2 separate regions of the Anas platyrhynchos genome follow, and region 1 is linked to region 2. The links are chromatin contacts, called in public Hi-C maps. All regions are on one chromosome and are shown on one strand. Each heading gives the region's core, a stretch centred on a gene start, on an enhancer-like site or on the middle of the called end of the contact. The rest is flanking DNA. Distances are from core to core; before and after follow the strand shown.

Region 1 (6,754 bases), core at 1,333-3,832, 65 kb before region 2:
CATGTTTTTAAACTCACAGAAGCTGTTCTGCACAGATGGATACTATCCAAGAGACTTTACATACCGTTTGAGTGTGAGAAAAAAACACTTTTCTGTTCAGTTAGGCTTTTTCTGAGTTTTGCAAATATTACATGTGTGTGAGGTGAGGAAAAGAGAACAGGATGAAAAAAGAGGGAGAGAACGTAGCAAAATAGACCTGGTATGCCAAAATGAGAAAGATCCTGTTATTCTTTTCTTTGATCAAGCCACTGGCCACAGAAAAATGGCCAAAAGAAGTTACATATGCCAAAGTCAACTCCAGCTTATGTTCCTTATAGCCATTTGATCTTTTATCTGCCAACTTCCTCCCATTTTCCCCAATTGTGTCCACATTTAATATTATTTTAGCCATTAAAATGTGGTTTCTACTTAGTTTAAGACTTCTGTGCAACAAACGTTTTATTCTTCCACTGCAATATAGTAGAGAAATAAAATGCCATTTATGCAATACAAATGATACTCTATTGAACATATACCACCAATAAAAACTCCTAATCACTAAAACTGTTTCTTTTTTGGACATTTATATGGATTTAGATAGGCTTAATTTCATTTTTGGTCTAAAACCGCTCCATGAAAGGGTTATTTCTAATTAATAAAAACTGAACTGTGTACATCATTATTTTTCAAGAGATCTTTGATTTATTATATTGTTTACATTGTTGCTGAAAAAATACTGCTGAGTTTGACCATAGCTAATTTAGGAGAAAGAAGGTTTCTGTGGCTGTATTGTAGGAATTGATAAAATGCAAGGAAAGGGACCTCCTACACTGAGAATCTCTGACTGTAAATCTAACTAGTTTATGAGTGGAAAATACCCAGATAATTGTTCTGCTTGGAGGTGCTAAGCACCTGTAGCAGCTGTGGATTGTAATTGGCCTTGTTGACACTCATAACTTCCGAACATTTGGATTGTATAACTCACAGGTCCTGGCATCTAGAAGACAGACAAGTCCAGCTGATGCTGATCTAGGAGCAAAGCAGCAGAATTCTCTGGACATCAACCTGGTTTGATATGGACCATCTTCACTTTCCCATCTGAAAAAAAAAAAAAAAAAAAAAGGAGGAGGGGGGTTGATTGATAACTAAACTTCTGAACTGGGAAGAAAAGCACTGTCCCACTTTCAGTCTTCCCTCAGACTGCCTACCACACCTTAAGTATCATCGTGCTACAAGCGAACTATTATGAAGAGAAATAGAGATCACGTTATTTTAAAGACCTATATTAATGTTTTGTGCTATTGTTGTTGGCTTTGGCTGTTTTAATTCCCATGGTCATGAGAAGTACCAGAGGATCTTGTGAGAAGTATGCTGCCTGCAAGCCACTGGCTAGGATTCCCAGAGGGTGTGAGACCTCCAAGAGAATTAAATGCTACAGCTGAATACTCGGGGTTTCCAGTAAGACTGCCTCCCCGTGTGCATGTAACGTTCAGTAAAAATGAAACCATAGGTGGTGTAGAAATCACAATCATGGTGTTAAGTGGGAAATGTGCAAATGACTCAGTGAGCCAAAATGCAAACCTCTGTAAAAATAACTGCATCTTACAACAAGACGTAGAGTGGCTCCCATCTACCTGGAGCATCAGCAAAGCTCCTGAGGAATTTTGGTATTGTCCTTCAGGCTGACGTTAACTCTGAGGTGAGTAACCATCACCTGAGTCCGCTGAAATTTTTCCAGTGCTTTCTGGTATGCGTTCAGCAGCACACTTTGGCCACCAGGAGCCATTTGGCATCACAACCAGTGCCAGGTCTTCTGTGGATGCTTCCTTTACACCAATACGTGCTTTGGGGCTTCAGCTGTTTGTTCAGTGATGCGAACTACCCTGTGGTAAAAACTAACGCTTCATGACAAGTCCACCGTTAGGCCAGCCCTGGGACTCCTGCGGGTAGGTTAACACAATTATGCCCCAAGGTCAGGGATTTGTAACATTTTTCCTCAGAGGATGCCAAAACGTGAGGTAATTTCTCTTTGTGAGCCTCAGTACCGAAAAGCCACGAAGGCGAAAGCTGTCACCGCGTGGAGATGTGGCAGCCCTGCAGGACGGGTGCCATTTCCAACACACGCTGACCAAAACACGCCGCTTCAAACGAAACAAAGGTGTGTTTGTGCCCGCTGCACACACAGACGTGGCGGCTTTGTGTGTGTGCGTGTGTGGGGGATGTTAATCAGGGCTAATTTTCAGGATGGCGACCCCAGGGCGCCCTTTCCTTCCCCCAGCACCCCGAGGGCGGGCAGCGCGGCCCCTCCGCCCAGGGGCCGCTCACCTCACGGCCGGGGGGCGGCCTCGGGGCGGGCAGGGCGGCGGCGGATGGCCCGGAGCCCCTCACAGGCGGCCCGGGCCCGCCACGGGGACCGCGACCGGCCCCGCTCCCGCCGGGCCGCCGCCACCACCGCCTGCGCGGCGCTCGGGGGCGGCATCTCCCCTCGCGGCCCGGCCCTCCCCTCCGCCCCCTCCTCCCGGGCCGCGGCCGGGGATATCCCCGGCCCCTCCCCGGCGGGCCGGCGGCGGCCCCATGGAGGCGGGGATGCTGTGCGGGCTGCGGGCGGGCTGGGGGCGCCGCCGAGCCGCGGACGCCGCCGGCCCGGGGCCGCGCACACTCGGCGGGGAGCCGGAGGCAGAGGCGGGCGCGGGCGGCGGCGCCGGGGCCGGGACTCTGGCAGGCGGCGGCGGCTGGGATGAGGCGGGGGGGCGGCTGTGGGGGCAGATAGCGTCCCGCGGGGAGGCGGCCGAGTGGGGCTCGGAGCGGCGGCGGGGGTCGCCCGGCAGCGCCATGGCGGCGCAGTGCGACCCGCTGAGCGGGTACCTGCAGCAGCCGCTCTCCGACCCGGGCTCCAACAGCGAGCGCAGCACCGACTCGCCCGTGCCCGGCTCCGAGGAGGACTCGGCCGGCCCGCCGCGGCCCCTGCACAGCCCGGAGTGGGGCGAGGAGCGATTCCGGGTGGACAGGAAGAAACTGGAGGCCATGCTCCAAGGTGAGGGCGGGGAGAGGCAACGGGGGGCGCGGGGCCGCGGGGCGAGCTGCCCCCGGAGCCCAGTGCAGCCGGGCGGCCGCTGCCGGCCCCGGCGGGGTGCTGCGGGCTGGCCGCTCTCTAGGAACGGCCCCAGGAGGCCGCCGTGCCGGGGAGCATCCCCTGGCCGCGGGGCCGGCGGCGCTCGGGTTTGCAGCGCGCTTGACTTTTCTTTCCCCCCTTCTCGAGGCCGTGTGCTTTGCCGCGGTCATTCCTGAAGCGTCTGCCCCCGGGGAGGACTGCGCGGGCCGCTTCGGGCGAGCAGCGTGGGGACGGCGCCGAGCGGGTCAGCCTGCGGGCGGCAGGGGCGAGCTGTGGTACCTCGGCGCTGCGGGGAGTGTCAAAGCAGAGCCAAACCCTGAGAAACATGTCGCGATCTCTCACGTGGAGGGGGCTTCTTTGGGCGGCTGGGAGCTGTGAGTACCTGGCTCTGCCCTGCCAGGGAGGGAGGGCTGCCCGAGCGCCCCGAGGGGCGAGGTGGCTGCGGCCGCTGGAATCTCTTGAAATGAGATTCTGTCTCCTGGGGGCGGGTTAATCTGTAATCAGCTAACATGAGGAACTGGTAGAGAAACCTCGTTATGTAATGCAAGTAAAGAGTGAGGACTTCTGAGAAAATCCAGTCATAAGCAGGAGCCGCTTATGAGGATGCGCTCATCAGGAGCCTCTCAGACTGTGAGGCGCATGGGTATTGAGAAGGAAAAGTGCTTGTGTGTATGGAGAGGCAGGGAAAAGGCTCCAAAGTTACAAAGTGCTGTGAGAAGACTGACGGTTGCCTTAACATTTTCCTCTACTAGTGAAATAAATTTCCATTTTCTCATCCCGCACACAGCCTGTCTTTCTGCTGCCAGAGGCAGCGTGTGAGGGTAAGCAGGGCAAGCAGGGCTCCTGAGGAGAACCCACAGCCGGTGTAGGTGGGGGCGTCCAGTAGGAGCCCGTGGCAAATGGGGCACTCCTTGCTTGCTCCTGTTTTTGTTTGTTTTTCATCTCCTCGTAAGAGGTGAGTAAGTCTGACAGCACGCTGAGTAAGTGCGGGCTGAATGCTGCATGTCTTTGGGGGATATGCTCTGTGTCCATCTCAGACATACACGCTTCAGAAGGTGGTTTTGTTGCATCTCTTTGCTTTTTTGTGTGTGAAGGAAAGCACGTGTTGAATGCAGTATCATCTGATTCATTGATTTAGTGTGAAAACCTAACCTTTCTGGCTTATTGGTAATGCAAAAAAAAACAGATGTATTAGGAAATATAAAGGAGGCAAAGAATAGTTTGTTCTGTCAGAAAAAGCTGAACTGTCTGTTAAACATTTGCTTTCAGTCTTTCTCTTGCTACTATACATGTTTTTTTTACCTTATGTCTTGATTTCCTTACGAGGTAGGTTTTACTTCTTTTTTTGTGGAGGAATACATGAAGTACTGAGCAAGGTTGCCAGTGTGTCACACGGGACGTTGTGAAGCCAGGTCTGTAAATGGCACCCAGAGGTTGCAAGTCAGTCATGTTACTGATTACAAGCCAAAGTTGATTTCTTTTTTTGCGCTTTTTTTTTTTTTTGTAGCCGTCTTTTGGAAGCATAGACTTTGACTCACCCCTAGGAGGAAAGGAATGGTGGAAGAGAATCTGTATGCGATCTTCAAAAGTTGAGGAACTTTCATTGGACAACTCATAGGGTCATGTTTCCTAATGTTTCTCGTTCTGTATTTATCACTGGAAGGTCTCGATGTGAAGAAATGACACTGCAGAAGGGAGTCATCTTTGTGGTCTTAAGTGGTGATGGCCAGATTTCTGATTACCAACAGTTAACCAATTATTTACTTTTTTAAATCTGAGCTGGTGTAAATATAGCTTCTTGCTCATATTGGATTGTTAAAGTCTACTCTTCTGTTTTAACCAGCTCTTAGAGAACAGGTTTATGCTTATGAAAGTTACTTCTTAAACTATCTTAAAATATATGGCTTGTTCAGGTGTTCACAGTAGCTTTTATGTTATATGAATGTGCAAATACAACATCCTGAGTTAAGTTGTCACTAAAGCCAAGTTTTAAACAGCATCTATTGAAGAAATCTGTCAGGAAATGTCCTACTTGCTCAGGGAACCCTTGGTCATTTTCTTTTTTTTTTTTTTTGCTAGTTACTATCTGCTGTTCACTATATTAATGAAGAAATATACAAAGGGATCAACAGTAGAAAGAAATTGAAGAAGCTTGCTCCTAGGCTTTGTGGTTCTGCTGTATATTGAATTCTATTATTGCCTTACTAAATTTTATACCTATTTCTGCCATGATTCTTACTCATCTTTTCTGCACTTGATATTTTATGCATAGTTTCTCAAGGGACAATGCAGGCTTCTGCAAAGCTCACCTGGCGTAGCAGACGTTTTATCTAGCTCATGGGTGGGACTGGGACTTGGGTGCTGTAATGCGGTACACACAGTCCACAGATGGAGCAAGTGCAGTGACATGGCAAATGCAGCTCTTTTTAGAAAAAGTACTGATGTGGCCCTTCTGCTACCAACCACTTTTGAAGCAGAAACCAAGTCTGAACTGAGGTGGCAGAAAGCATTGATAAAAGTGGGGGCGCTGCTTGTACTTTTTTCCCACTTCAATATAGTTGGCTTAGTATTTTTGGGGTTTTAAAGTTGGATTCTGAATAGCCTTAAGATACATATATTAAATGAAAGGCAGAGGGAGCCTCTGAAATTTTGTTGGGTATATCAGAAAAGGCGAAAGCTGTGGTGAGAACTTTGAATGTAAGATTTTCTTTATATCAAAAAAAAAAAAAGTCAAGCTATCTTGTATTACTGTTACAGTACTTGATCACAGGTGAGGGGAATAATGGCCCTGAAGTCCGAGTCTTCACAGTGGGGTGCCTAATATCTTATAGCGCGTGTCCTCATCCGGGTTTGTTGGTGAACAGATCTCTCTTAGAATAGAGTAACTCCTCCTTTTTTTTTTTTTTTTTTTTTCAGGAATCAAATTGGTTAAAAAAAAAATCAACTATTCTTCTCAGTAGTCACAGCTTACTAGAAGAAAATATTTCGTACCCTTATTAATTGTAGCTGCTGTGCACTACCTTCTGGTGAACACTCAGGTGACATAATACTGCGGAATAATTTACTTCATTTGAGTGACTGTAGCAGCTGAGTATTGTTACAAAAAAATGAAAACCATGAAATTTGGAAAACCTGTCAAAAGAGGTACAATCTAGCAACTAATGCAGCAGCCATCAAAAGACTCACAAGCTTGCCATGCACTGTTGAAAAGGCGAGGGGGGTAAAAAAGGCAACACCTTCTTCTGCGTGGCATCTTCTTGGCTACAAAGTATTGTGCCAGTATTCTATTAATAAAAAAAAAAATTCTTTTTGCTATGACATCCTGTAACAGACATAGGGAGTTTTGATGGGATGTATGTACAGTGCATGCTTAAATACTTTGATTTTATAATGCTCTTTCACACAATATTTGGCAAAGAAAAAAAATCACATTTTTTTTAAAGAGAAGTCTAACTGTAGCAGTGATGAAGATGCCATATTACACGTGTCTTGTCTTAAAACAAGACCAAGTGTGCGTGCCTCTCAGAATTCTGCTTTTTTTAAACACATCTTTCATGTTGGAGACTCTGGCTACATTTAGTTTGGGGACCTAGAGACTCTTTTAATGAGGTAATTGTGTTCTTCTCAGTTATTGATAAATGAGCACCCGAAGAAAAGCACAGA
Region 2 (6,951 bases), core at 854-3,353:
TCCTGGCTGTGGGTGTAGGGGTAGCCAGACTTGCTGTGTTTGTCCAATCAAGGCCATCTCCAAGTTCAGCAGTGCCTCCCTTGGCCTTTTGTGGCCTTTGGAGGTACAGGAAAGATCAGGTGCAGAGCACAAGTTTGGAGATCTGTGCCTCACCTAAGGAAGGTGGGACTGCAGAGCTGAATGAATTAACTGGGATTTCTGGGAGATGCTGAATTTTGTGTTTTGTCACTGAGGCGTTTCATTTTGAAAGGGTTTTGAAGTTTCAAATCTTCTTCTCCTGCTGTTGCATTGGGCTCATTCTCATTGCTCTCTGACCTTCTTCATTTTTTTTTTTTTTTTTTAGCAGGAGGGTAGAGGTCTACCTGGACATCAGAGTACATAAGGATGTAATTAAAATATTGGCATTCAGGAATTGCAACCCAACCAAGGCAGCACGCTGGTGCTAGATCATAGTTTTGAGCTTCTCTCAAGTAGCATCTTTGGCTTGGTTGACTTGTCCAGTGCTTGCAGATGACTGACTCCTATGCCCAGTGGTAGCAGTAAACAAAAACAACTTTGGCTGAATTTTGTTAGAGTAAAACAATTAGAAAGCAGCTTCTTGAATATGGCATAACTTCATTATTGGTTGAATTCTCAGTGTTTACTCTTTTGAATTTGACTATACTTGAGAGCTGGAATTTTGACTTTGACTTTTCTGCATTGAATGGAAAACTTATCTTCTCCCACAAATATTTAGACAGCTAAACTGTGGGGACGATTTTCAGCTGTTTTATGTTGTTTGTCCACAGCTGTTGCTCTGTGTTTTCCTAGCTTGAATTGACTGGACAGATTTGTAGGGGATGCTAGAAAGGGGTTTTATTTTTTTTTTCCTGCTGTAGACAAACAATTAGTGGAAAACCAAGGCTGGAAGGCTTTCACTTTAAATGGGAAATGCAGAAAGTGGAGAAAAAAGATTGAATTTCTCAAGATCTCAGATAAAACAGCTGCTGCCACCACCTGTTCTGTACCTGAAGACCCAAATTTCTTATAGTTCACTACTTTCTCTTCAGAATTTGGTAGGAGTAACGATATCTGTGTATTTTGTCATCTGACACTTGCATGCATGCACACTAAATATCCACTCCCTCTTCCATGGGTGGTTGCTGTCATCAGGCTGAGAAGAAGCTGGATAAGTTCTGCTCTTTTCTGTCTTTATGATGTTTGGCTTGTGAGTAAATTGAGGGAAAGGATCTTAGTGGTTTCAATAGCTCTCCAAGTACTCACCTTACATACTCACTGCCTGCCAAGCTTCAAATTAACCGATAGGCTACCTGCTGAACAGCAGTTTAACTGTGGCTCCTCTTAACACAGCTTTCTAAATGGGTAAATATTTTCCTGAATGTGTTGCTAAGGCTATCAGTCCATAATTGACTTAAAGATTTAAAGCAAGTCTCTTGCTGACACTGTGTTTATTGTTTGGAATGCCAGATTAATTACAGCATGTATTGCAGGCTCTGTGTTATGAGCTGCATCTGCTTTTTGTTAACTTTCTCCATAAATGAGAAACTGTCAGTGCAAACTGTTTCTCATATTTTGAAGAAAAATCCTCAAACCCTGTAATTGTGTACTTTAAAAATTAAAGAGCAGTTGTGTTTAGATCACAAGTTCGTTTATTTCTTTTGTTTCTGGAGGAGCTGACCCAGGCATAAATGACTCCTCCCTGTTTTGCAATAAATAAATGAACAGAAGAGACTGTCCCAGGCCATGCAAAACATGGCCATGGGAGTTCATGTCAATTCTCTTCGATCAGAGGAGTTTGACACGTACAAATCCACAGCATCCCTTGAGCCAGCAGCTGGCAGCAGATAGTTCATTTACTGGAGCTATTTATACAAGCCTCCAGCTTGCTGCCACTTCAGAAAGCAGACAGATCAATTAATGCTCCCTGCTTTGTGTGCAGTGTAGGTGACAACTGAGAAACCTTTCAAAGAAAATCACATTTGCTGGCGTCTTTTATCTTGTTTGTGGTGAAATTGTTGGGTCTTCCACGCTCAGTGCTTATCCTGTATCTTATACTGCTTCTACACAAAAATGTGAAATCATGAACTAGCATTGGCTCAGAGAAACATACAGTACTTTCTGGTCACGTTTATGATCTATGAAAACAATCTCTAAGCAGTGAGCGAGGCAGCAGGTGGGAATGTGTCCTTTTTTTTTATATATATATTTAAAAAAAAAAAAAAAAAGAAGCCCAGGAACTTTAAGTAAATCTATAGAAAAGTTATTTGAACTGTGGTTATTTCTGTATGAAGAGCAGGAACAATGTTTTAGGCTAACAAGGTTTTAGGCTAACAAGGTTTTAGGCTTTCCTGGTTTTGCTTGGGGTTTGTTGTGTGTTCTGGTGCAGAACAGCAACTTGCTTATACTTGGGAGATAAGGCAGAGCCAAAATACAAGCACAGTTGTGTTATGAAGGGAATTATCAAGGGCCTTAATGTCCAGTAAGAGTGCTTGGCTGTAACTGTAGTAAAACTAAAATTTTAAGCCCTGGAATGTGGTAATACAAACTCATGTTATTGTAATTAAATTACTCAGGGATACAGATTTGTCACAATTTTTCAGCTAACATTGGCATTAGCTTATGTGTTGTTCTTGGATTTATTTTATTTTTTTTAGGCTTTTCCTGCCTTTAGCAGGTACCTGGCAATGTGCTCTATTCTGTATACTTGTAAACCAGAGACTGACTGGTCTTCTCTGTGACCCCATCATATTATTTAAACTCAGATTTGGGGCAAGCAGAGATAAGAGCAGTTTTGCTGAATTTGACATTGCATGGGTGCTCAACAGGAGACTAATTTTTTAGGTGAGTTTTGCAATTGGGCTAATGCCGGAGACAGAAGGACAGAAGAGATGCAGAGCAAGTTCACTGGAACAGCTCAGGTCTGGTTGGCTGATTTAAAAGCTAAGACTTGACATTTGCTTCAGGTAATTTTGTTAGGCAAAGCCTGGAAAAATTACCCTCAGAGAAACAGCGTGAGAAGCGTATTGTTTGCTTGCTATGAACCCAGTATTTAAAAATGTAATATGTAGCAATAATTTAACTTTATGCATTGGAAATAAAATGATTGCCACCTTACAATTTTGTAAAAGGATTAAGGAGATGTTTCTTCCTTAGCATCTAGATAGATTGTAAGCAATGTAGTTTGTATCTGGTAGACAAGTAGGTGAAATTTGGGCACTGAACATATTCTGTTTGAACTTCAGTTTGTTTTTATGAGTCTACTAAAACATCAAATCAGTATTAGACAGTGGACTGTTAGACAGGAGCTTTAGGTTGTCAGGGATGTAAGAATCCCCTGCACTGTGCTACTGCTATTCTGTGCTGTGTGTGCTCTGTGCACCAATGCAGTGTGGGCAGGTGATATTGGCACAACACACACTAGGATTTATGAGCAATAAACCATTGACATTTTTTAAAAACACAGTCACTTTTCTCCCCCATAGTAAAAGTTGCTTACAAACTGTCTCCAGCATTAGCTCATCAGCACACGTCTCTGTTTTCCTGCTCTCACAGAGGCTGTTTGCTGACCCCACTGGAGTGCCCTGCTCCTCTGTGGGATGCTGCATCTTGTCACTGTGCTCATTGCACTCCAGATTGCTACTGGGCAGCTGTTGGAGTGCTCCCTGGTGTGTGTTGATCTGTGTTTGGGTTGGGGTGGGAGGCTGGGGTACTCTTTGGAAGGCCAATGCGCTCATAATGCATGACCTGACTGTGTCTTACTGCAACTTGAAATATGAATCATTTCCGTGTACTTTTTGTAGCTGCTGCTACTTAGCTCTCAAGAAGATGGTTCAAATGTTTTTTCTGTGTTGGCCTTGGCATTGCTCTCATTAATGAGAGGGTGGGAAGATCCCTACCATGTTCTTCAGAAACACAGATGAAAGAAGAACCTTTAAATGACTTAATCCAGGAAAGGGAGACTTGTGCTTTTTGCACTGTGGAAATATCATACTAACAGAAGTGATAGAGTATTTATAATAGTAATCAAACATGGTACCTTTAACTATCTTTGGCTTCAGTCACCAAGTGCCCCATGCAGTGTCAAGAACCAGCTCACTCCATCTTTCAGATACACTTTTATTTTATGTAGATTCTCAGAAGGAAAGTTCTGTTTGTCCTGTTCACACAGATATAACCAGTGCAGTACTCTTTGCTGGAAGGCTGGCTGCATCCTCCTGTTCCAACCACAAAATTAATGTAATGCCGTATCCCAATGGTTGTGTAAGACACACGGCACACAGTGGAATGCAGTCAGCTAGAGCCATAAGGCATTAAAAGGAGCAGCAGTAACCAGCAGGCATAAAGATGCAAAGTAAATGTAGTTGGATTTGGGTGTGGGAGAATTTGCAAAGCAGGTTGAGCCTGAGGCTAGCATTTAGGCTGACAAGTGAGGTGTTACAATGTTTTTTCCCTTCTATTTAGCAAAGCATGGCCACCATTACTGGCTTTTTTGTGAGTATGTGTGTATACAATCTAAAATGATTTCCAGGCTTATACATCAGAATTGTTACCTTGAATTTGACCATATGTGCAGTGAAAATATAATGGTGGTGTCTTTCATAATATTAAGTTTGAGATGACTTTAATTCCTTTTTTTTCCTCCCTTTATTTCTTATTTTCTTTCCCATGCATTGTGGTTCTGCATTTGTGCTTTGAGATACAATGGCAACAGACATTTAAGTAGTGAGCCATGAATTCATCGGTTCCATGCTGAAAAAATAAGGCATAACAGACTTGTGTCCTGCTGAGAAACTGCCTTGCTTCAGCTAGCTTTTCAGGGGAAAGGCTGAAAATCAACTAACTGTCCAAGAAGTGTCAGTATTGATGGCGTGGGCTGAACGCATTTACAGAATGTCCCTAAAAATTATGTCTATAAAAAGTAGAATAAGGAATTTAATGTTAAGAAAAGTGCTCAGAGATGAAAATTGTGTGTCTGAAATGGAACTCTCCAGGTGACTACAATTAATTCATTCTTATTTCTTCTTTTCAGGTCTTCTTCTCCACCTTGGCCTTCCCCTTCTCCCTTCAAATCCAGTCACTTTTCTGTTCAATTTGTCATATGTTCTGTTACCTCTCCCTTGTCTTGCCTCTTTGCTTGTGCTTTAAGAGAAGTCTTTTCAACTTCATTTCCTCTGTCACTGGATCCGAATCCAGTCATCAATAGGTTTTCTCCAAATATAATAAATTGTACAGGTAATCTTTTTTAAGCTTATCTGATATTTCTGGCTGAGTGTCATTTAATTCTAAGCTTTCTGAACTTTAATTTCTGGTTTTCTGTGGTGACATTTCAAGGCTGCTAGGAGATCTGAATGTAGGATTCAGCTATGATTTGATGCAGAAGTGCACCTGACTTTGTTTTTTCTTTTTATTTGTAATGTTACATCAAACAGCTTTTATTTGAAGTAGGCTTCTGGAGTTTTTAAAGTTCTCTTTTAAACTACCATATATAATGCATATTATGGAGTCTGATAAGCAAGATGCTCTCACCTCTACCAGTAGTTGCACAGTGTTTCTTCAATCCATTGTTTGGAGGGGAGTGAGGGGGTGTTGTGTCAGCATTGCTTTACCCAGCCCCTGCTTCAAGAATCTGCAGTCAGGTGGACCCACCCATGCGTATATGTGTATCCATGTATTTTTATAAATGCTGGAGGGAAGTAAGGTGGGGATAGTAGACTTCACCATTATACAGTTGTTATAGTGCAGGACTGACTGACAGGCAATGCTCTGATATCTAATGCTCTTCAGGTGATTGAACAACCACAACTGAACTGCAAAAGTTGTGGCAGTGCCACAAATACTCAGTTTTTGTTCACTTTCCTTGTTATACTCCAAGTAGAACAGAAATTCTAAAGAAGGTTTGGAGTTAAATGCTTGGAAGAGGGAAAGTTAAGAGTCAAAAAGATCTGAGAAGAAAAAGCTTTTCAAACACATGCATGGATATAGGCATTGGTTCTAGCTCTTCACAAGGACATTTCATAATCAGCTGTTCCTCCACAACAAATAGATCCCCCAGAATGCTCAGAGCCTCAGGATATGTCTGCTCTGAAGACACTGTTAATTGCTTGCAGCCCATGTTGAGTTTTGCGGTGCTTTGGCTGGGCTTTTGATGATGCCCAAGTTAGCCAGCTGAAATCTTTTTCAGATATGACAAGGCTGCAGGCTGACTTCAACTACAGGGGGCGGAAACCAAACTAAACCAGAAGAAGCCCAACCTTGTGGCATTAAGCAATACATCTGAGGGTACAGGGAAGTCTGCACCAGGCAATGACCCCTGCGTTTTCCCTCAGTGTATCAGTAGCTTTATTTCTTCTGTGGTTTAGATACTGGCAGGTAAGTGAATACACTGGAAGTGTGAGAAGTTATCTAAACTGATCAGCCAACAGCAAGAAGTGCCCAAATGACAAATTTCCTTTCTCACTCCACTGAATTCATTTGCATATGCCCTTAATCACGAGCATTTGCTGCATGCTTTTTGCCTTAATGCTGCTCTCCATGGGAATAGATTGAGCCTGTTTCAAGTCTATTTTAGCTATTGACATGAATTCATCTTGTTCAGTCAGTGAATATTCACTCTAACCACATACACGGTATTTCCCAATTTATTTAAAAGCATTAAATAAATATTTTTCAATTTAAGTATCCTTTTTTCTATACTAATAATAAGTTCTACTTGACCTTTTTTGATTAATTCTGTGGTTTCTAGACCTGTTTCATCTTGTTGCTGTAGTGTAAATGTGCTCTTTCTTTTGAGAACACACCAACTTTCATGTTTGTTTGAGTTTCTCTTTTTTCCTTTCATACAGTTTGAATTTTTGCTAGTACGTTCTGGGCTGCTACTTTGATACCTGGCATTTTTAAGAAGTTCTCTTAAATCTGTATTTTTTTTCTTCAAATGGCTCAGATTCAGTAATA

The links. Hi-C and Micro-C count contacts between places; a contact is called where the count stands out from the background.
Region 1: a Hi-C map of F5 follicle shows a contact between it and region 2, with 2.4 times the contacts expected there. The contact joins the promoter of BICC1 here to the enhancer-like site in region 2. A contact is called at or near these places in 2 of 8 Hi-C or Micro-C datasets (F1 follicle and F5 follicle).

The regions. Positions count from the first base shown.
Region 1 is chr6:11,108,334-11,115,087 of IASCAAS_PekinDuck_T2T, reverse strand. It overlaps BICC1 (BicC family RNA binding protein 1), which reads left to right and starts at 2,582. Exons shown (of 20, transcript XM_027463240.3): 1 at 2,582-3,013. The coding sequence starts at 2,812. It overlaps LOC110353920 (a long non-coding RNA gene), which reads right to left and starts at 2,294. Exons shown (of 5, transcript XR_011810338.1): 1 at 1,614-2,294; 2 at 965-1,077.
Region 2 is chr6:11,042,388-11,049,338 of IASCAAS_PekinDuck_T2T, reverse strand. The region is part of intron 3 of BICC1 (BicC family RNA binding protein 1); the gene reads left to right. Among named protein-coding and RNA genes, the nearest start is that of PHYHIPL, 43 kb to the right of the region's middle. Within about 2 kb of position 2,103, at least 5 of the 8 cell types and tissues checked have an H3K27ac peak or open chromatin away from gene starts, as enhancers often do. A contact at or near this core is called in F1 follicle and F5 follicle, where this site is marked.